Linked DNA regions of Mus musculus: all the other regions are linked to region 3. The links are chromatin contacts, called in public Hi-C and HiCAR-type maps. All regions are on one chromosome and are shown on one strand. Each heading gives the region's core, a stretch centred on a gene start, on an enhancer-like site or on the middle of the called end of the contact. The rest is flanking DNA. Distances are from core to core; before and after follow the strand shown. Region 1 overlaps Cachd1 (cache domain containing 1). Region 2 overlaps Cachd1 (cache domain containing 1). Region 3 holds the start of Cachd1 (cache domain containing 1).

Evidence for each region. A called contact is a pair of places that touch in the nucleus more often than the background predicts. HiCAR-type assays count read pairs that join an accessible place to other places.
Region 1: a contact with region 3 is called in a Hi-C map of uterus, with 2.7 times the contacts expected there. The contact joins the enhancer-like site here to the promoter of Cachd1 in region 3. A contact is called at or near these places in 4 of 39 promoter capture datasets (frontonasal cranial neural crest, hippocampal neurons, maxillary cranial neural crest and 1 more), 5 of 484 Hi-C or Micro-C datasets (nephron progenitors, palatal mesenchyme and uterus), 13 of 115 datasets of contacts at active chromatin or transcription factors (craniofacial prominence, differentiating embryonic stem cells, embryonic forebrain and 9 more) and 1 of 9 other capture datasets (adipose tissue).
Region 2: a contact with region 3 is called in a HiCAR-type map of fibro-adipogenic progenitors, with 4 times the contacts expected there. The contact joins the enhancer-like site here to the promoter of Cachd1 in region 3. A contact is called at or near these places in 2 of 39 promoter capture datasets (the 3T3-L1 cell line and neural stem cells), 16 of 484 Hi-C or Micro-C datasets (beige adipocytes, cerebellum, cochlea and 9 more), 21 of 115 datasets of contacts at active chromatin or transcription factors (the NIH/3T3 cell line, craniofacial prominence, differentiating embryonic stem cells and 14 more) and 2 of 9 other capture datasets (adipose tissue and embryonic stem cells).

What each region holds. Positions count from the first base shown.
Region 1 is chr4:100,947,797-100,950,527 of GRCm38.p6, reverse strand. Cachd1 (cache domain containing 1) reads right to left here. Exons shown (of 27, transcript NM_198037.1): 5 at 1,329-1,455. Among named protein-coding and RNA genes, the nearest start is that of Raver2, 120 kb to the left of the region's middle. Within about 2 kb of position 1,472, at least 26 of the 459 cell types and tissues checked have an H3K27ac peak or open chromatin away from gene starts, as enhancers often do. A contact at or near this core is called in adipose tissue, fibro-adipogenic progenitors, nephron progenitors and 2 more, where this site is marked.
Region 2 is chr4:100,966,961-100,969,660 of GRCm38.p6, reverse strand. It overlaps Cachd1 (cache domain containing 1), which reads right to left. Exons shown (of 27, transcript NM_198037.1): 11 at 2,592-2,700; 12 at 1,487-1,604. Among named protein-coding and RNA genes, the nearest start is that of Raver2, 100 kb to the left of the region's middle. Within about 2 kb of position 1,415, at least 19 of the 459 cell types and tissues checked have an H3K27ac peak or open chromatin away from gene starts, as enhancers often do. A contact at or near this core is called in adipose tissue and fibro-adipogenic progenitors, where this site is marked.
Region 3 is chr4:100,775,416-100,778,115 of GRCm38.p6, reverse strand. It overlaps Cachd1 (cache domain containing 1), which reads right to left and starts at 1,437. Exons shown (of 27, transcript NM_198037.1): 1 at 748-1,437. The coding sequence starts at 987.

The DNA of each region.
Region 1 (2,731 bases), core at 223-2,722, 170 kb before region 3:
AAAGATGCAGCTTCGCTAACAGGCAGACTCGAGCTGGGACTTGCAGGTGAGAGCTGGCTTCTGATAAGACCCTCCTCCCTCCCACACACCGAGGCAGCCTGCCATCTAATCTGCTTGCCTGGAGCTTCTGCTCTCCAACCAAACCAGTGGTCCGCAACCTCTGGGTTGCCACCCCTTTGGGTGTTGGAGGACTCTTTCACAGGGGTCACACCTAAGACCATTGGGAAACACAGATATTTACACTACCATTCATTGCAATAGCAAAATTACAGTTATGGAATAGCAAGGAAAACAATGTTATGGTTGGGGGTCACCTGAACATGAGGGACCTGTATTAAAGGCTCCCTCCCTCTCATCAGTAGGGAGGCTGAGAATGGCTGAACTAGACAGTAAAGGCATGATTTCTGGTCAAGTCTCCATGGCAGGTAACTGTACCAGAATAGCTAGGGTGAGGATGATGAAAACCATACAAATAATAATTTTCTCTCCTTTCTTCCCTCCCTCCCTCCCTTGAAAAGCACACAAAGATTCCCCCACCCTTAGGGAAAGATCCTGGACACAATGTGAAGGAAAGATGAAGGGATACTCCCCGACTCTTTGGGGAGAGCGGGCATCTCCCACAACCTCTAGGCACTGAACACCAAACACTGCCAAAGGGAAACCTGTTGGGGCTCAAAGGAGTACATCTTTGCCTAGGGGCTTCTGTGAATTGATGAGCCTTGCTTTACAAATGATCTCATCACTCCTTTCCCGCTGGCGACACAGTCCAACCAAGTTCTTTCTCTGTGAGGAAGCAGGATGGTAGTGACCTTTAACCCTAAGCTTGTGAACAACCTTAAAGCTTGCAGGCGCTGAAGCGGGTAGTACACTTCAAAAGAGTAAAGCTGAGAAAGGAAGGTTAGCCGCAAACTCTACAACGCAATGTATTACGTTGTTATGCTCGAGGCCCACACTGGAGAAGGTGCTGCCATGTCTATTTCAACAAAGATGTTCAGAGAACAAAACATTAAGCGCACTGAGCAATTCCTGCCCATTGCTTTGCTTGGCATGATAGATATAGCTGTTGGAAAACTCGGGGCTTTAGCATCACCCTGCCTGAGCGCAGGCACAGCTATGTGATCAAATGTAGACATTATTCCCGAGCAAGAAAAAGTTTTAGAATCTAAGCTCTGATTTAGTGCAGAACTGTTGTGTGTGGACCTCACTGCCGAGGTTGGAATCTGGGGGCCTTGCCCAGATTGAGCAAGTCCTCTAATTCAGAGTCACCGCCCACCCCTCCCTGTAGATCACTGTCAGCAACAAACGCCCCATGCAGGAAGTCACCATACCGACTGCGGTGCTCGTAGCTGCCCTTACACCGGAACTTGTGTGCTGGGAAGACGGTGAAAATCCCTTCTTCTGAGCTGAAATATTGCCACTTGATTCCAGGGTTAGATTTCAGGTTGTCTGCGAGAACTGAAAGAGGAAGAAAATGAAATATAACCACAGAGCCCACAGGGGTGTGCGCGCATGGCTCTTCAGGCATCTGTTTTGCATAAACTACTTGTAGGATGAAAAAAAAAATCCCACCAGATAGAAGGTTGTAAATTTCCTACAAAACATTTTCTTTCTTTCTGCCTTTTAAGAAACATCTTGTGAATAGGAAGCATGACGTTTCCTTCAATGGAAGCTGTTACTCTTCACATAGTAGGGTGACATTCTATGTCCTGGACTATTTTTTTCTAGTACAAATGGTTCATTTGCACTAATCTGTCTTCTCATGTGGCTGGTCCCTGTTGGGCAAGCATACACTTGCTGGTGTGAGGTCCATTCTCTAACCATGGAAACTGCTAATAGACCTTGTCTCTAGGGACTAGATCTGTGACTTTGACCTTGCCTTCACTAGTCTCACTCCAGAGCAATGGAAACCGCACAGATGGTATTCGAAGGGCCACCACATCACTTAGGAACGCTGGTACCCAGAGAATGGTAGAAGGATTCCCATGCCCCCAGAGCTGACACAGAGACTCGCTTTTACTTTATGACATCTCATTCATAAACCAGTTCTATCGTGTTGTTACTATTCTTGCCTTGGAGTTAGAAATACTCTTAAGCCATTGGCCAAAGAACCCCAGTTGGGGCCGAGACCTGGGTATCTTGGCTCCTGTATTCACATCACACTGCACTGTCTAACTGCCTGGTAGCTGCTCCCAGCTGTGGATCATACTTGGTGTTTCTTCAACCCCAGTGATATTCACCTGTGTGTGCCCTGTCTTGAAACTTCTTATATTTTTAAACTTTGTTCTATTTTTAAAACTCTCTCTCTCTCTCTCTCTCTCTCTCTCTCTCTCTGTGTGTGTGTGTGTGTGTGTATGTGTGTCTGTGTATGTGTGTCTGTGTGTCTGTGTGTGATGTGCTGGGCACTCATGGCTGGCCTCCTGTGTGGAAGTCAGAACACTCTTGGGTGTTGGTCCTTGCCTTCTACCTTAATTTGAAACAAGGTCATTTGTTGTTGTTTGCCAATGGCTAGCTGGCATGAGAGCTTCCAAGGATTCCCCAATCTTCACCTCTCTTCTCACCAAGTGAGAACTGTGCTACTGTGCCTGGGATTGTGTGAGCCCTGGGGATTCTGAGTTCTGTCCTCATGCTTTTACAGCAAGTTACTGACCTATCTCCCCAGCCCCTGAATGATGATGATGGTGGTGGTGGTGGTGGTGATGGTGGTGATGATGATAATTAGAAATCCAGGCTT
Region 2 (2,700 bases), core at 166-2,665, 190 kb before region 3:
AACGTGTATCAGACAGTCAACTGCAGTATTGCAAGGAAGAGCTCAGCTACAGTTTAGGGATTCACTATACCATAGCTTTCATCATATTTTAACGTAGATGTTTCTACTTATACTAACCGCAGTATGTCGATGTTGGCATCAGCCACACACCTCTGCCTACCCTCCCCTGTGCCTGCATTGAGCAGCCAGGGAAAGTGACTGACGCAGATCATGGAGGTTGGTGAGAATGGCAAGCACCTCTGCATTGTTAAGTTCAGTAATTAAAATTTGGGACTAAACAAGAACATCGTTGCTTCTACTGCTTGTAGAACCTTGGATCACCCAGTAACATTGCTTCGCCATGTTGATAAAAGAGAGTGCTGTCATCTGTTTATGACTCTCAGCCCCAGTGTGACTGGGGCTGGTAGGAGACAGCACCTGATCATACCCTAGCCATGGCTCCACTGTCAATCTGTCTGTGCCAAGGACATACTCCAATCTCTAATCTAAGGCCTCATTTCCTTGAGTCATCACAGAAGGCATTTATGTATTTATATCTTCTTATTTTTCTTTTTAAAAGAATTATCTATTTATTTCATATATGAGTACATTGTCACCGTCTTCAGACACACCAGAAGAGGACATCAGATCCTCATTACAGATGGTTGTGAGCCACCATGTGGTTGCTGGGAATTGAACTCGGGACCTCTGGAAGAACAGTCAGTGCTCTTAACCCCTGAGCCATCTCTCCAGACTTATATCTTCTTTTTAAACCCTGATTTGCTACTAAGTTTAAATTTAAAAATAAAAACAATTAAAAAACAAGACCAAACAAACTATAGAGAATGATCTATATCTGTAATGAGATCTGATGCCCTCTTCTGGTATGTCTATAGACAGCTACAGTGTACTCATATACATAAACAAATAAATCTTAAGAAAAAACAAAACAAAACAAAACAAAAAAGGTCTGCAGGTGGCTCAGTTCTGCCAACTGTGATGCCATAAGTCTGTCCTGGTGGGAAGTAGAGAACCAACTATCACAGGTTGTCCTTTGGCCTCCGTGTGTCCACACACATACAAATAAGTAACTGTAATAAAAAAAAAATCACTTAAAGAGCTTTGTTCTAGCTACATAAATTCATATAGTCAGTAATGAACCTCATGTATGTGTACACACAGACACTTGTTTGTGCAGGAAAGAAATCCTGAAAACCGGACTGAAGTGGTTATGATGGGAAATGGGTCAAGGGTGGGAAGGGGAGAATCTTATTTTTTTCCTTTCATATCCTTTCATATGATTTGATCTCTTTGTCATGAACAATTACCGGTTTTCTAAACAAGAAAGGGAAAAAAAATATAAACCATCTGTGGAATGTCTTCTTTCTCCATCTCTCTAAATCTAGTTAGTCACATTGGCTGGCCCGCATTCTCCACTGTGCCTGTGAGAAGAACACTGAGCTGGACTTCGTCGCCCGTCAGACCCACAGGACTTCTGATCACTCACCATCTTCCAGGCGTAGCTCACGTTGTAGGCCTCCTTCCCAGTCTCCCTCAACTTGTTGATGTGCCAAGACAGGGACGAGTTCACAGGGACAGTGATAATCTGGCTGCCGAGAGGGAGGCTGTGTGGAAAAAGAGAACTCAATGCCTTGGGCAAGAGAGAGAATTAAGCACTCAATTATAGGCGAGGAAGAAGCCGGGAGCCAATGGGTACCGCCTGCTCCTGAACAGCGCTGAAACTCATCACTTTTGAAAGACGCGATGTGAGATTTTTCAATTTTGTAAAAGCATTATGTCAGCCCTGCATTAAAAGCCGTCCTCCGCCTCTACCCTGCCCCCAGTGCTAATTCTTTCCAGAGACTGACTTGTTTCAAATCGCTCACTTATTAATTTCCAACCAATGGGTGCAGAGACTCATTTCTCCATAGGTTACCGTCTGCCAAAATAACATATCACAGTTGGAAAACATCCAATCTGTTTGTATTTTAAGAGAGAGTGCTGCAAAAAGTGCTGTTGGACACTATGCTGATAAGCTCGTCACTGGTCCTCATCTTACCTGTTTATTTTGCTAATACATTTCAGTTTGGGCTAAACATCAGACTTTCTAGAAATAAGCTAGCACATACTTTATTTTACAATTCAACTCAATGTAAGTGTGAAATTTGATTGATGGGACATTGCCTTTAAACAAGTTTGAGAGACTTTCCCTGTTACATCTTAGATTCTGGCTGCTCTTCTTTAAAGTCCTGTTTTCTAATCTAACTTTCTTTATTATTGTTGCATATGTGTTAGCAACATGTGTGTACATACATATGTGTGTGAGGGCTGGGGGTTGCCATGGTGCAAGTGTGTAGTTTAGAGGATTACTGAGGAGTCCATTCTTTTGTTCCACCTTTATGTGGTTTCTGGATTGCCAAACCTGCATGGCAAGCACCTTCACCCACTGAGCCTTCACCTTGGCTCCTACGAGTATAAAAAAACTACTCAGAAAACCATTGGTAACAAGATAATCTCTATACTTGCCTTACACCCTGTGGCAAACACACGTACCCTTCAATGGGTCTCCTTCTTAGAAAACATGAAATACTGCACCCCTCACCAACTCTTACCTTAGGATATTTTGCCGAACCAATTCAAACTTGGGGATGTTTTCATAATGTATGATGTCAGTATGAAGGGGAGGCTCTGACAGTAAGTATGGCCTGGTGAGAGACGGAT
Region 3 (2,700 bases), core at 188-2,687:
TAATCTACAACCCTAGGGAAGGCCAAAAGACGCAGGGGGAAAAAAATGGAAACCCTATTCACCTTGCCCTTCCCAGCGAAGGCACACACAAACCAGAAATTACACAGCGGACAAGAGGCGACCAATGGCCGCAAGAGCGGAAAGAAAAAGAGTCCCCAGAAGGACTGGAGCGGGGGATCCGCCAGATCAGCCCCTCCCCTCCCCCAAAGCGGCAGGGCAGGGAGAGCGAGCCCCGGTTGCTGGGCCGCCCGGACCCCAACAGTCCTGCGGCCCAGGCGGACAATCTACCTTCGCTCCCTCGCCCACTCGTGCGCCTGGTCTCCAGGACGCTGGGAGGTTTCAAGAGGGTGGAGTGGGGGAGCCTTGGAGAATGCCCCGAGCCGGGCGGGACCGCTGCCTAGGGATGGGAACACAAAGAGGAAAGGGGAGTTTGCAGGAGTGACGAGTGAAAACAAATCTGCGAAGGAAGAGAGTGCAAACTGGGGAAGGAAGCGCGGATAGAGCAGAGAATCCCCAGCCAACAAGAAAGGAGCCGGGGCCGAGAAGAGGGGGAAAGTGGGTGCGGGGCAGAGGCTCTGCAGAAGAGGGCAGCGGCAAATGAGTACACGGGACAGAGAGCACTGGATGTGGTGAAGTCTGCAGGAACCGAGAGGTCCCACAGCCCGCTTGGGCACTCCGTGCAGCGGCCCAGGGCTCTGCGCAGCGGGAGAGCGCTGCAAGTGAGGCGGCGCGAAGGGGGTCGCTTACCTGCATGGTGACCACCCCCAGCTCCTCGGCAGCCAGCCTCCGCATCTGGCTCGCCAGCACTTGCGCCTCGTCCAGGATGGAGAAGTCGGCGTCGGCCACGGCGCCCAAGATCCAGCATGCCACAAGGCAGAGCAGCCAAAGGGGCGGCCGCGGGGCCCCAGGCCAGCCAGGGCAGCGAGGACAGCGGCGGACCACAGCGGCCGGCCTTACGGTCTCCTCTTCCTCCGGCTCGCGGGCCATGCCGCCTCCGGCCACTCCCGCCGACGGGATTCGGGCGCTGGCCGCGGGAGGCGCAGCCCGCCAAACTTTCCTCGTCTCCTGCGCTCTCGGCTCCACGGCGCGGCGGCTGTAGCTGGAAAACTTAGGGGGCGCCCGGCTGCAGCGCGGGCGCGCGGGCGGCCACCATCGCCCGGCGGCAGCGGCTCGAAGACCGCGGCGCCCGCAGGCCGGGCGGGCGGCTGAGAGCACCGGCGGAGCGGCGCCGCCTTCGCTTTCCCGAGTCCCGGCGCAGCCCGGAGACGGCGGCGGCGCCACCAGTGTAGGCGCGGCGAGGCGACCGGGGCGGTCTCCCGGCGAGGAGGGAGAGGGAGGTTTAAAAGACCGAAGTGAGAGAAGAGAAAGGAAAGAAAGCGGCGGGGAAAAGGGAGGTGTCTGGTGCCACCACGCTGCGCTCCGGCTCCGTACACTTCCCGGCTCCGCCGCTGCCGCTGCAGCGGTGATTTATGGAAAGAGGAGGGAGGCGGGGAAAGTCCCGCGCTCGCCCCTCCTCTCCCTCCTTGCACGGGGCGACGCCCTGGGACGCTGGGGGCCCGGGATACTGGGGGACCTCGCTTGCACAGGACCCTTCTGGCCTGAGAAGGGGATCATTTGAGACCTTCCCATAGCTGGCCACGCGACCGCCCCCACCCCCTGACTCGGCCCGTGCAGGAGATCTCGGGTCCCAAGTGTTACAGGTTCCACCCACCCACCACCCAAAGTCCCTTTTAAGTTCGAGAACTCGGGCTTTCTGCCTGACCCAGACCTAGGAAGGGAGCAACTGTCTTTAGAGCTTTAACTCCCTTTCCTCATTTTTTATTAGTAACAATAGCTCGCCCTCGTGGGCACAGCGGACTTGGTTTGTAACCAGCTATCATGTGGCCAGCACAATACTCTGAGGTCTACATTCAGTGTGTGTGACTCATTATCCTTTAATCCCAGGACGAGGCTAAGAGGTTGTATCTTGATCCTGAATTTTCAGGTAACAAACTCCGAGCCTTAGGGAGTTGCAACAAATAGCTGAAGGTCACCCAGGGATAAGCTACTGACCCAGAGTTTAAGCACAAGTATTACTTTCAGGCCTGTGCTCTGACCTTCCACTGGATGTTTCTCTCTCTCTCTCTCTCTCTCTCTCTCTCTCTCTCTCTCTCTCTCTCTCCTCCCTCCCTCCTTCCCTCCCTCCCTCCCTCCCTCCTGCCCTCTCTCTTTGTGTTTGTGTGTATAAATCCATCTGACTCCATTACAGGCAAAAATAACAAATAAAAAATAAAAACGAAAACAAAGCTGAAGTTGAGCTCATAGCATCCTCCTGCTTTCATAAGCATGGCAGGTATGGCTCCTGAGTACTGGATCAGGCTCTCTGAGAGCCACCATAGAGAAACAAGTGTGTGCTGCAGGGCGAGTGTCCCTGTATAAAGCATTCATTCACTTTCCTATAGACTATGAATGTGCTGCTTCAAGAGTCCTAGAAACTACAGCTATGGGTAGGCAAATGTGAGGGGAGGGGGTAACTGAGAATGCCCCCCACCATACTCTTATGTTTGAGTACTTGGTCCCCAATTTGGGGCTGTTTGGGAACAATTAGAAGGTGTGGTCATTTTGGAGGAGTGTGCCACTAGGGATGGTCTTTGAGGTTTAAAAAAAACATTCTGGAGAGATGGCTTAGCGGTTAAGACCACTGACTGTTCTTCCGAAGGT